Linked DNA regions of Oryctolagus cuniculus: region 1 is linked to region 2. Evidence: chromatin contacts called from public Hi-C data. All regions are on one chromosome and are shown on one strand. The core of a region is the stretch at or near the end of the contact, and the rest is flanking DNA. Distances in the headings are between cores, read along the strand shown.

Region 1 (5,739 bases), core at 2,945-5,444, 100 kb after region 2:
TTGGGGGGATAGTTCATGGAATTAAAGAAACAGTGGATTTATCAAGGCTGATAATGGGAGCAGAAGGAGCTAGACTTCAGGAATGATTCAAAGGGATAGGATTTTTTTTTTTTAAGATTTATTTTATTTTATTTATTTGAAAGAGTTGCAGAGAGAGGTAGAGACAGAGAGAGAGGTCTTCCATTTGCTGCTTCACTCCCCAGATGGCCGCAATGGCTGGAGTTGAACCGATCCAAAGCCAGGAGCCAGGCACTTCTTCTGGGTCTCCCACATGGGTGCATGGGCCCAAGGACTTGGGCCATCTTCTGCTGCTTTCCCAGGCCACAGCAGAGAACTGGGTTGGAAGAGAAGCAGCCAGGACTAGAACCAGTGCCCATATGGGATGCCGGTGCTTCAGGCCAGGGCTTTAACCCGCTGTGCCACAGCGCTGGCCCCAAAGGGATGGGAGTTGGTTAAAACACTAGTCTCTGAGATTTAGTTTTCTCTATTAACTGCAGATTGGCTTTCTTCATAGGAGGAAGAACAGGCCCACCAACAATTCTCAGTTTCCATCTTAAAAGTTTCTACTGGAAGAGAGTAATGAACTCACCAGTCAACAGTCCAGAAATCTTAGGAATTGAGTTTAATTGATCTAGCTTGCATTTAGTATCCACCTTTTAATCTGTTTCTCTATGGGGCTTGAGGGTTCTGTAAAATCCATGTTATTTGAATGGAGAGAAGGCTTATTCCCCCAAAACTAAAAAAGGTTCTGGAATTATTGCTGGACAAATGAAAATACATAGATGTCCACTAAAATACTGTGAGTAATGAAAGTTCTTCTATGCCCTTTTCAGGACCAGAGACTTACTTTCATGCATAATGTTGTGACTCTCATGTGGGAACTAGAACAGTGGATGGATGCTTAGAAAACAGAAGTCAGAGTAGGGTTTTTCTGGACTGGCTGAGTTCAACATGGAAGAATTTTGGTTGGCAAATGTTGTTCTACATTATTCATGTCTATTTTCTTACAGTAAATTAAGAGCTTCTCCTTTTCTACCTTTGTAATGTGTCTTCTGTGACCATTCTAACTCTCATGCCTTATAGTCCTCCTAACTTAGCCACTTTTGACTCACACTCATGTTTTTAAGTTCTATTTTAGTTCAAGAGCCACTTGAATGTGAATAGGTACACACATATAATCTAAAAACAAGAAGCAAGCTAACCACATTTGGTACAGAATGAAATTAGATCACATGGACTACAATTTTGTACTTTTGAGTATGTTATTTTGGGAAGAACATAGCTTCCAGTTAGACTTTGCTGAGTGTTGTTAGACTTTTTCTAGTACATATGTGGAAATTGTAGTTTCAGACATCCAAGTGAGGTGTTGATTGAGATATCACCATTGCTCATTTAACAAAAATGATGTGACATTAAAGTAGGAGTTAAAGGCTGTTCACTTGGTGGAATTGGAAGAATTGCTACAGTTGTGGAGGATAAGTCTGTTACTAGTGAGTCAATTCAGTGAAAAAATATTAAGTGTCTTTGGGTTCAGTGGAGAACAGGATGGTTAGATGAAACACAGCTACACGTGTCTGACTTTGTGGAACTCTGTTTTCTGTTAGCCTCATATCCCTTTAAAATGTCCCACAAGTGAAGACTTTATGCCTAGACTACGGAGCCTAATGTTGATTTTTATTTGCATTTGAAGAGAAATAAAAAATTCTTTGTCAGATTTTATGGTCTGACTTTTGTATTAGAGCAGGGCAGTCTTCAAAAACAGGTCCCCCCCCCCCCCCCCCATTGCTCTGTTGTATATAGTGGGTTAAAATGGATGTATTGGTTCAGGGTTCACAGAACAGTGAGCTCAATTTTATTTAGAAGACTTCTGAGAATTGTCAGCTTTTAAAAGATTTATTAGAAAGGCAGAGCAACAGGGAAAGAGGGGGGAGGGAGGAGAGAGAGAGAGGGTGATGCGGGGGAGGGGAGAGAGAGAAAGAGAGAGAGAGAGGAGAGAGGAGAGAGAGATTTGCGGGGATGCATCCTGATGGGGATGCACTGTGATGGGGGTGCACTGTGATGGGGATGAATGTGATGGGGGTGCACTGTGATGGGGATGACTGTGATGGGGATGACTGTGATGGGGATGACTGTGATGGGGGTGCACTGTGATGGGGGTGCACTGTGATGGGGATGACTGTGATGGGGGTGCACTGTGATGGGGATGACTGTGAAGGGGGTGACTGTGATGGGGATGACTGTGATGGGGGTGACTGTGATGGGGATGACTGTGATGGGGGTGCACTGTGATGGGGGTGCACTGTGATGGGGATGACTGTGATGGGGATGACTGTGATGGGGGTGCACTGTGATCACTGTGATGGGGATGACTGTGATGGGGATGACTGTGGTGGGGGTGCACTGTGATGGGGGTGCACTGTGATGGGGATGACTGTGATGGGGGTGCACTGTGATGGGGGTGCACTGTGATGGGGATGACTGTGATGGGGGTGCACTGTGATTGGGATGACTGTGATGGGGGTGCACTGTGATGGGGATGACTGTGATGGGGGTGCACTGTGATGGGGGTGCACTGTGATGGGGATGACTGTGATGGGGGTGCACTGTGATGGGGTGCACTGTGATGGGGATGACTGTGATGGGCATGCACTGTGATCACTGTGATGGGCATGACTGTGATGGGGATGACTGTGATGGGGATGACTGTGATGGGGGTGCACTGTGATTGGGATGACTGTGATGGGGGTGCACTGTGATGGGGATGACTGTGATGGGGATGACTGTGATGGGGGTGACTGTGATGGGGGTGCACTGTGATGGGGGTGCACTGTGATGGGGGTGACTGTGATGGGGGTGACTGTGATGGCGGTGCACTGTGATGGGGATGACTGTGATGGGGGTGCACTGTGATGGGGATGACTGTGATTGGGATGACTGTGATGGGGGTGCACTGTGATGGGGATGACTGATGGAGATGACTGTGATGGGGGTGCACTGTGATTGGGATGACTGTGATGGGGGTGACTGTGATGGGGATGACTGTGATGGGGGTGCACTGTGATTGGGATGACTGTGATGGGGGTGACTGTGATGGGGATGACTGTGATGGGGATGACTGTGATGGGGGTGCACTGTGATGGGGATGACTGTGATGGGCATGCACTGTGATCACTGTGATGGGCATGACTGTGATGGGGATGACTGTGATGGGGATGACTGTGATGGGGGTGCACTGTGATTGGGATGACTGTGATGGGGGTGCACTGTGATGGGGATGACTGTGATGGGGATGACTGTGATGGGGGTGACTGTGATGCGGGTGCACTGTGATGGGCATGACTGTGATGGGGGTGACTGTGATGCGGGTGCACTGTGATGGGGATGACTGATGGGGTGCACTGTGATGGGGATGACTGTGATGGGGATGACTGTGATAGGGATGACTGTGATGGGGGTGCACTGTGATGGGGATGACTGTGATGGGCATGACTGTGATGGGGGTGCACTGTGATGGGGATGACTGATGGGGTGCACTGTGATGGGGATGACTGTGATGGGGATGACTGTGATGGGGATGACTGTGATAGGGATGACTGTGATGGGGGTGCACTGTGATGGGGGTGACTGTGATGGGCATGACTGTGATGGGGGTGACTGTGATGGGGATGGCTGTGATGGGGGTGCACTGTGATGGGGGTGCACTGTGATGGGGATGACTGATGGGGTGCACTGTGATGGGGATGACTGTGATGGGGATGACTGTGATAGGGATCACTGTGATGGGGATGACTGTGATGGGGATGACTGTGATGGGGATGACTGATGGGGTGCACTGTGAATGGGATGACTGTGATGGGGGTGACTGTGATGGGGACGACTGTGATGGGGGTGACTGTGATGGGGGTGCACTGTGATGGGGGTGACTGTGATGGGGGTGCACTGTGATGGGGGTGCACTGTGATGGGGATGACTGTGATGGGGATGACTGTGATGGGGATGACTGTGATGGGGGTGACTGTGATGGGGATGACTGTGATGGGGGTGACTGTGATGGGGATGACTGTGATGGGGGTGACTGTGATGGGGATGACTGTGTGGGGGTGCACTGTGATGGGGATGACTGATGGGGTGCACTGTGATGGGGGTGCACTGTGATGGGGGATGCACTGTGATAGAGGATGCTGGCAATGCACATGTTGGTTTAACTTGTTGTCACAACTCTTGCCCCATCCCAGATTTTTGTGCACCAAAATAAATTTTTCTTTCCAATGAACTTTTGAAGTATGCATGTGTACCTATTTATTTCATTTTCCCTCTATTGTAAATAACACTTTAAAAAAATAAATTTCAACTTAGTATTGTTTATTATGTGTAGAGAAGACATTGACTTTTGTATATTGACTTTGTATCCTGATGCCTTACTATGTTTATTTATTAGTTTTAGGGGGGGTTTTCTTTTTAAACTTTTTTTTTTTTTCGCAGGTTCCTTGAGGCTTTTTACATAAAGAACCATCTAATCTATGGATAAAAGCAGTTTGATTTAATCTTTCCTAATCTATATTTTATTTCTTATAATGCTGAATGGATCATTGTGATGAGAGAGGACATCTTTGCCTTGTTTCAGCATTAGGAGTAAAGAGTCCAGTGTCTCACAGTGAAATATGATGATAGCTGTAGGTGGTTTTTTTTGTTTGTTTTTGGGAAGATTGCCTATGTCAAGTTGAGGAAGTTCCCCTCATTTGCTAGTTTGCTGAGTTTTTTTTTTTTTTAAATCATAAATAGGTATTGGATTTCATTAAAATGTATTTTTATATTAATATGATCATGATTTTTTAAGCCTGTTGATTTGTTTAGTTACATTGGTTATTTTTTGAATGTTGAGATAGTCTTAAATACCTAGTAAATATTTTAATACATTGTTGGATATCATTTGGTAGTATTTTCATGAGGATTTTTTTCTGTCTGTGTCAGTAGAAATAGTGATCTGTAGTTTTCTTATAGTCTGGTTTTAGTATTAGGTGATGCTCATTTCACAGAAAGGGGTTAGGAAGTACTCCTTTGCATTCTAATTTTTTGAAGAGATTATGGGAAATTGATTGTATTTCCTCCTTCAAGGTTTGGTAGAATTCACCAGTGAACAAATGGATGAGAGCTCTTATTATCTCTCTGCCTCTCACATAAATAAATAAAAATTTCAAAAATGTGTGTGTGTATATATATATATATATATATAGAGAGAGAGAGAGAGAGAGAGAGAGATTGATTGTGAGCATGAGAGAGCACTATTCAGATTATCCATGTCTATTCAGATTATCCAACACTCCCTGGGGTGAGTGTTGGCACTTTTTATCTTTCAAAGAACTGGTCCATTTCAGCTAAGCTACCAAATTTGTGGATATAGTTTTTTGGTAGTATTCCATTATCATTCTTTTAGTGTCCATCTGTTGGTAATGATGACCTTTCTTTCATTTGTGATATTGGTAATTTGTGTTTCTTCTTTTTCTTGTTTAGCTTGGTTAGAAGTTGATAATTTATAAATCATTTCAATGAATGAGCTTTTTAAAAATTTTTCTGTGTTAATTTCCTGTTTTCAGTTGCATTAATTTCTGTGTTTTTTGTTTCCTTTTATCTACTCTCCTTTTTCTGAATTTCCCAAGTTAGTAAGGATATCTGTATTAAAAGATTTTAGGTATTTTTTTCTTTTTTTAGTATATTCACTTAATGCTTTAAATTTCCCTC
Region 2 (5,195 bases), core at 2,046-4,545:
CTGAGCTTCCATATGGGTAGAGGTCCTAGTACTTGGGCCATCTTCCACTGCTTTCCAAGGCGCATTAGCAGGGCACTAGATCAGAAGTGGAGCAGACAGGACGAGAACTGGTGCCCACGCGGGATGTTGTCTCTGCAGGTGCACGCTTCTTCTACGCCACAGTGCCAGCCCCTCACGTATATTTTCTGAAGAAGTTACTGAGGATTGTGTACTGTCGAAATAAACTAAGAGATCTATCTTGGGAGAGATGTGAAAGGCTCCTCCAAGATGAGTGTGAGTAAGTGAGAAGTCCTACTACAGAAATATTCGGGATGGTGAAATTGATGCAGTATTTTATGTGAATTTAAACAATGGCAGAGAGTTCAACCCAAATAGAGATTAGAAAATTACACACACACAAATTATTTGTTTTAAGATTTATTTATTTGAAAGTCAGAGTTACACAGAGAGAGGAGAGGGAGAGAGTGAGAGGGAGAGAGGTCTTCCATCCACTGGTTCACTCCCCAATTGCCCGCAATGGCCAGAGTTGCCCTGATCTGAAGCCCGGAGCCAGGAGCTTCTTCCGGGTCTCCCATGCGGGTACAGGGACCTAGGGACTTGGGCTATCTTCTACTGCTTTCCCAGGCCTTAGCGGAGAGCTGGATCGGAAGTGGAACAGCTGAGACTAGAACTGGCTCCCAAATGGGATGCTGGCACTGCAGGCCAGGGCTTTAATCTGCTACACCACAGTGCCGGCCCCACAAATAATTAATTCTAGGGGAAACAAACATTTTGTAGGAGAGGAAAATTATCATAGCTGACTACATCACTTTTCTGAAAGTAGATATAGTTATGATAATATAAACACTATATATTTAGCTCACCCAAGTTATATCTCCATATTGTGAGGTTAAGAATCATAGCTACTTGTGTATGCACGTGTGTAATTGCAGGGCTGGGGAGGGGCTGGGGAAGGAAAGATGGCGGTGAACACCTACAACTGAAAGACGAAATAGCACTGCAAGCATGGAGCATGAGACGAAGCACTGGGAGTTGAAAGCAGCTGCCTTTCGTTAGAAAGACTGAGGACTGTTTCTCCTTTTAACATAGCTCATAAAAGTTGTTGACTTTTTTTTTTAAAGATTTATTTTATTTATTTGAAAGACAGACTTAGAGAGAGAGGTAGAGACAGAGATAGAGGTCTTCCATCTGCTGATTCACTCCCCAGATGGCCGCAATGGCCAGAGCTGAGCTGATCTGAAGCCAGGAGCCAGGAGCTTCTTCCGGGTCTCCCATGCGGGTGCAGGGACCTAAGGACTTGGGCCATCATCTACTGCTTTCCCAGGCCACAGCAGAGAGCTGGATTGGAAGAGGAGAAGCTAGGACATGAACTGGTGCCCATATGGGATGCCGGCACTTCAGGCCAGGGCTTTAACCTGCTGAGCCACAGCACCAGCCCCAGTTGTTGACTTCTAAAAAATGAAAACAGAGGGGGCGGCACTGTGGCATAGTGGGTTAAGCATCCACCTGCAGAGCCGATGTCCCATATGGGCACCAGTTCGTGTCCCGGCTGCTCCACCTCTGATCTTGCTCCCTGCTGATGACCTGGGAAAGCAGCGGGAGGTGGCCCAAGGGCTTGGGCCCTGCACCCACGTGGGAAACCTGGAAGAAGCTCTTAACTCTGGCTTCGGATCAGCTCAGCTCCGGCTGCTGTGGCCATTTGGGGAGTAAACTGGCGGATGGAAGATCTCACTGTCTCTCTGTCTCTCCGTCTAACTCTGCCTTTCAAATAAATACATCCTTTAAAAAATGAAAACAAAAAGTTAATTGACAATCGCAGTATTTCAGAGACACTGTTAAAGTCACTGCAACTTTTGTAATTTTTAAAAATCATGCTGTGTGCATGGCTAGGAATCTTGGCTTTCTTTTCATCTAGTCCTTTAAAATGTATCAGAAGGTGCAAGGCGTTCTGTAAAATCCTTGCACGCAGGGATTATTTCTTAAAAAAAAAAAAGATTTATATATTTATTTGAAAGTCAGAGTTACACAGAGAGGAGAGGCAGAGAGAGAGAGAAAGGTCTTCCATCTGCTGGTTCAATCCCCAATTGCCCACAATGGCCAGAGCTGCCCCAATTTGAAGCCAGGAGCCAGGAGCTTCTTCCGGGTCTCCCATGCGGGTGCAGGGACCCAAGGACTTGGGCCATCTTCTACTGCTTTCCCAGGCCATAGCAGAGAGCTGGATCGGAAGTGGAGCAGCTGGGACTAGAACCAGTGCCCATATGGGATGCCTGGCACTGCAGGTGGTGGCTTTACCTGCTATGCCACAGCGCCAGCCCCATGGCGTGGCATATTTCACTTTAGAAATAAATCTCTTTTCAACGCCATGAATCAAAGCTTGCCTCCCAATCAAGAACCATGTGGTCTGAACATGTCCCTTCCAACGGACCGTGTTGGGACATGGGGCCTGTGTGAGGTCATTGAACCATGAACTTAGCAGAGGGAGTTCACCTCTGAGCACTTCCGCCTTCTGCCATGTGAGGGCGCACTCTCCTTCGGAGGATGCAGCACTCAATGCGCCATCTTGGAAGCACAGATTGACCTAAGGGTGAACCTGCTGGTGCTTTGATATGGAAATTTCTGGCCTCCAGAATTACGAAAAAATAAATTTCTCTTGTTTATAAGTTACCCAGTCTGTGATAATCTGTTATAGTAGCATAAGCAGATTAAGACAGACAAACCAAAAAATGTGGCGGACCTTCTTGGGTTAAGACAGATCATTAGTTTTCTAATTAACTATGGTACATATAGCTCTTTAATAACAACATTCCTATATTGATGAACTATGTCGCATTCTCTAGGCAAAGAATCTGAGAGATGGTCAAGGTCACCCAGAGACGCAGGCAGCACCACCCCTCAGAGCATTGCCCTGCACCAAACTCGTGTGCTAACCAGATGCCGAGGAGCTGTGATTACAAGTCAGAGGGTTTATCCCACTTGAGATGAACGGGAACTGAGGTTTGTCTTCAACTGCAGTGTTGACGGATGAAAGACAAAACCTGGGGTGGAAATCCAGCTCTCGCTTTGTTGAAAGGGGCTTAAAAATAGAAAGGAATTCTATTTAGGGTCAGATGCTGAAAGTTGAGAAACAGAAAGAACTTCTGTAAAGGAGGAGGCTTGAGATATTTTTTCCGACTGAAGAGCCCGAATTACGGAGCTGCCCAAATAAGCATCTTGCCGTCTGCCAGTGTTTCTGGTGTTTTGATTAATCGCATGGCTGTCGTGCATCAGCGGTTTTTAATCTATAAATTCACAGCTCCAGAGAGTTAATATGAGATACTCCAGACCCTATTTAAAGGGCCAGTGATCAAAGAAACAAAGAAGCCTCTTCATAGGGGTGTTTGAGTACTTTCCTAGTCCTTTGGCACTTGGTTATTTCAGAGTAGATATAGCACATTTGTCAAGCCAATCTCTCTCTCTCTTTCTCTCTCTTTTATAAAAGAATTATTTTATGGATTTGAAAGACAGAGTTACAGAGAGAGATAGAGCCAGAGAGAGACAGGTCTTCCATTCCTCTGGTTCACTCTCCAAATGACCACAACGGCCAGAGCTGAGCTGATCTGAAGCCCAGAGCCAGGAGTTTCATCTGGGTCTCCCACATGGGTGCAGGGGCCCAAGGACTTGGGCCGTCATTTTCTACTGCTTTCCCAGGCCATAGCAGAGACTTGTATGGGAAGTGGAGCAGCCGGGACTCAAACCGGTGCCCATATGGAATGCTGGCACTGCAGGTGGCGGCTTTACCCGCTAAGCCATAGTGCTGGCCTCAGTTTTATACTTTTTAAACTGTTTCCACATGCATAATTTGAGATAGATAGTGCAGGTGTTATTATTCTTGATAGACTGAGGAAACTGACACATGAGAAGTGGTATGGTTGATGCCTCAAATTGTATTGTGAAAACCAGAACCAGGATTCTTGTTCCAGTGTTTTGTTCTTTATCATCTCTCAGTAAAAATATTATCTTTGATTTGTTATAAGAATTCCTGTCTTACAGTTCAGTATGTGAAGGCAAAACAAAAAATATTAGTGGGTTCATTCAAGGTCACTCTGCAAAAGAAATAAACAGCTTAGAAACATATACAGAGACCCTGCCTTGCAGTCCTTTGTACAAATCACTTGACCACAATAAATGTGAGAGTGAAAGCTAACGAGTTGTGCAGAACGTATTGTCCATTATTGCTCTCCTTAAGGTTTGTCCCAGATAAAAGGTTTCCATTAAAATCCATTTATTGTTGGCAAACACCATAGCCTTTGTATAACTACTCTTCTTCTCAAGAAAGATTAAAAACAAATGAGAAAAAAAATTTCCAAATAAATAATAGAAATGAAGAAATCCTTAATGATGAACAGAGGTCAAAAGAATTATGTTTTTACGGCTTAAGTACAGGCTTATTTCTGTCATGTAGCTACATGGCAGTATGTATGAGCTAAATACATAATTTAGCTAAATGTAGCTATAATTTATAGTTGTAAAGTTCTGTTAATTTGACTCTTAAAATTATTTAAAGAAATAATTTATATGCCAGATGAATGGTATTCTTAAACAAATAATATTAGAGAATTAAAAATAGGTTGAGGGGCTGGCATTGTGGTGTAGCAGGTTAAGCTGCTGCCTGCAATGCCAGCATCCCATGTGGGCGCTGGTTCGATTCCCAGCTGTTCTACTTCAGATCCAGCTCCCTGCTAATGCAGCTACAAAAACAGGAAGATGGCCCAGGTACATGGGTGGGAGACCTGGATGAATCTCCTGGCTCCTGGCCCAGGCCTGGCCATTGTGGCCAACTGGAGAGTGAACCAGTGGATGGAAGATCACTCTGCTGTGTCTCCTTCTCTATCTAACTCTGCCTTTCAAATAAACAAATAAACCTTAACAACAACAACAAAAAAATAATTTGAGGGGCTGGCATTTGGCCGAGCCTGGTTGAGATGTCTGCATCCCGTGTTGGAGTGCTTGGGTTCAAGTCCCAGCTCTGTTCTCCATTCCTGTTTCCTGCTACCGGGAGGCAGCAGGTGTTGGGAACCTGCAGGTGCTGGCTCAAGTAAGTGAGTCTCTGTCACGCATCTGGGAGTCCCAGACTGAGTCCCCAGCTCCCAGCTTTGGTCTAGCCCAGGCCAAGCCGTTGTCGGCATTTGGGGAGTGAATCAGCGAATAGCAGATCA

What was found. A called contact is a pair of places that touch in the nucleus more often than the background predicts.
Region 1: a contact with region 2 is called in a Hi-C map of an unstated tissue, with 3 times the contacts expected there. The contact joins the promoter of LOC138850323 here to the enhancer-like site in region 2. A contact is called at or near these places in 3 of 6 Hi-C or Micro-C datasets (psoas muscle, skin fibroblasts and an unstated tissue).

The regions. Positions count from the first base shown.
Region 1 is chr7:2,570,433-2,576,171 of mOryCun1.1, forward strand. It overlaps LOC138850323, which reads right to left and starts at 4,195. Exons shown (of 3, transcript XM_070076750.1): 1 at 2,660-4,195; 2 at 2,086-2,556. The coding sequence starts at 4,195. The region is part of intron 1 of RABGAP1L (RAB GTPase activating protein 1 like); the gene reads left to right.
Region 2 is chr7:2,471,611-2,476,805 of mOryCun1.1, forward strand. No RefSeq gene overlaps it. Among named protein-coding and RNA genes, the nearest start is that of RABGAP1L, 42 kb to the right of the region's middle. Within about 2 kb of position 3,296, at least 1 of the 8 cell types and tissues checked has an H3K27ac peak or open chromatin away from gene starts, as enhancers often do.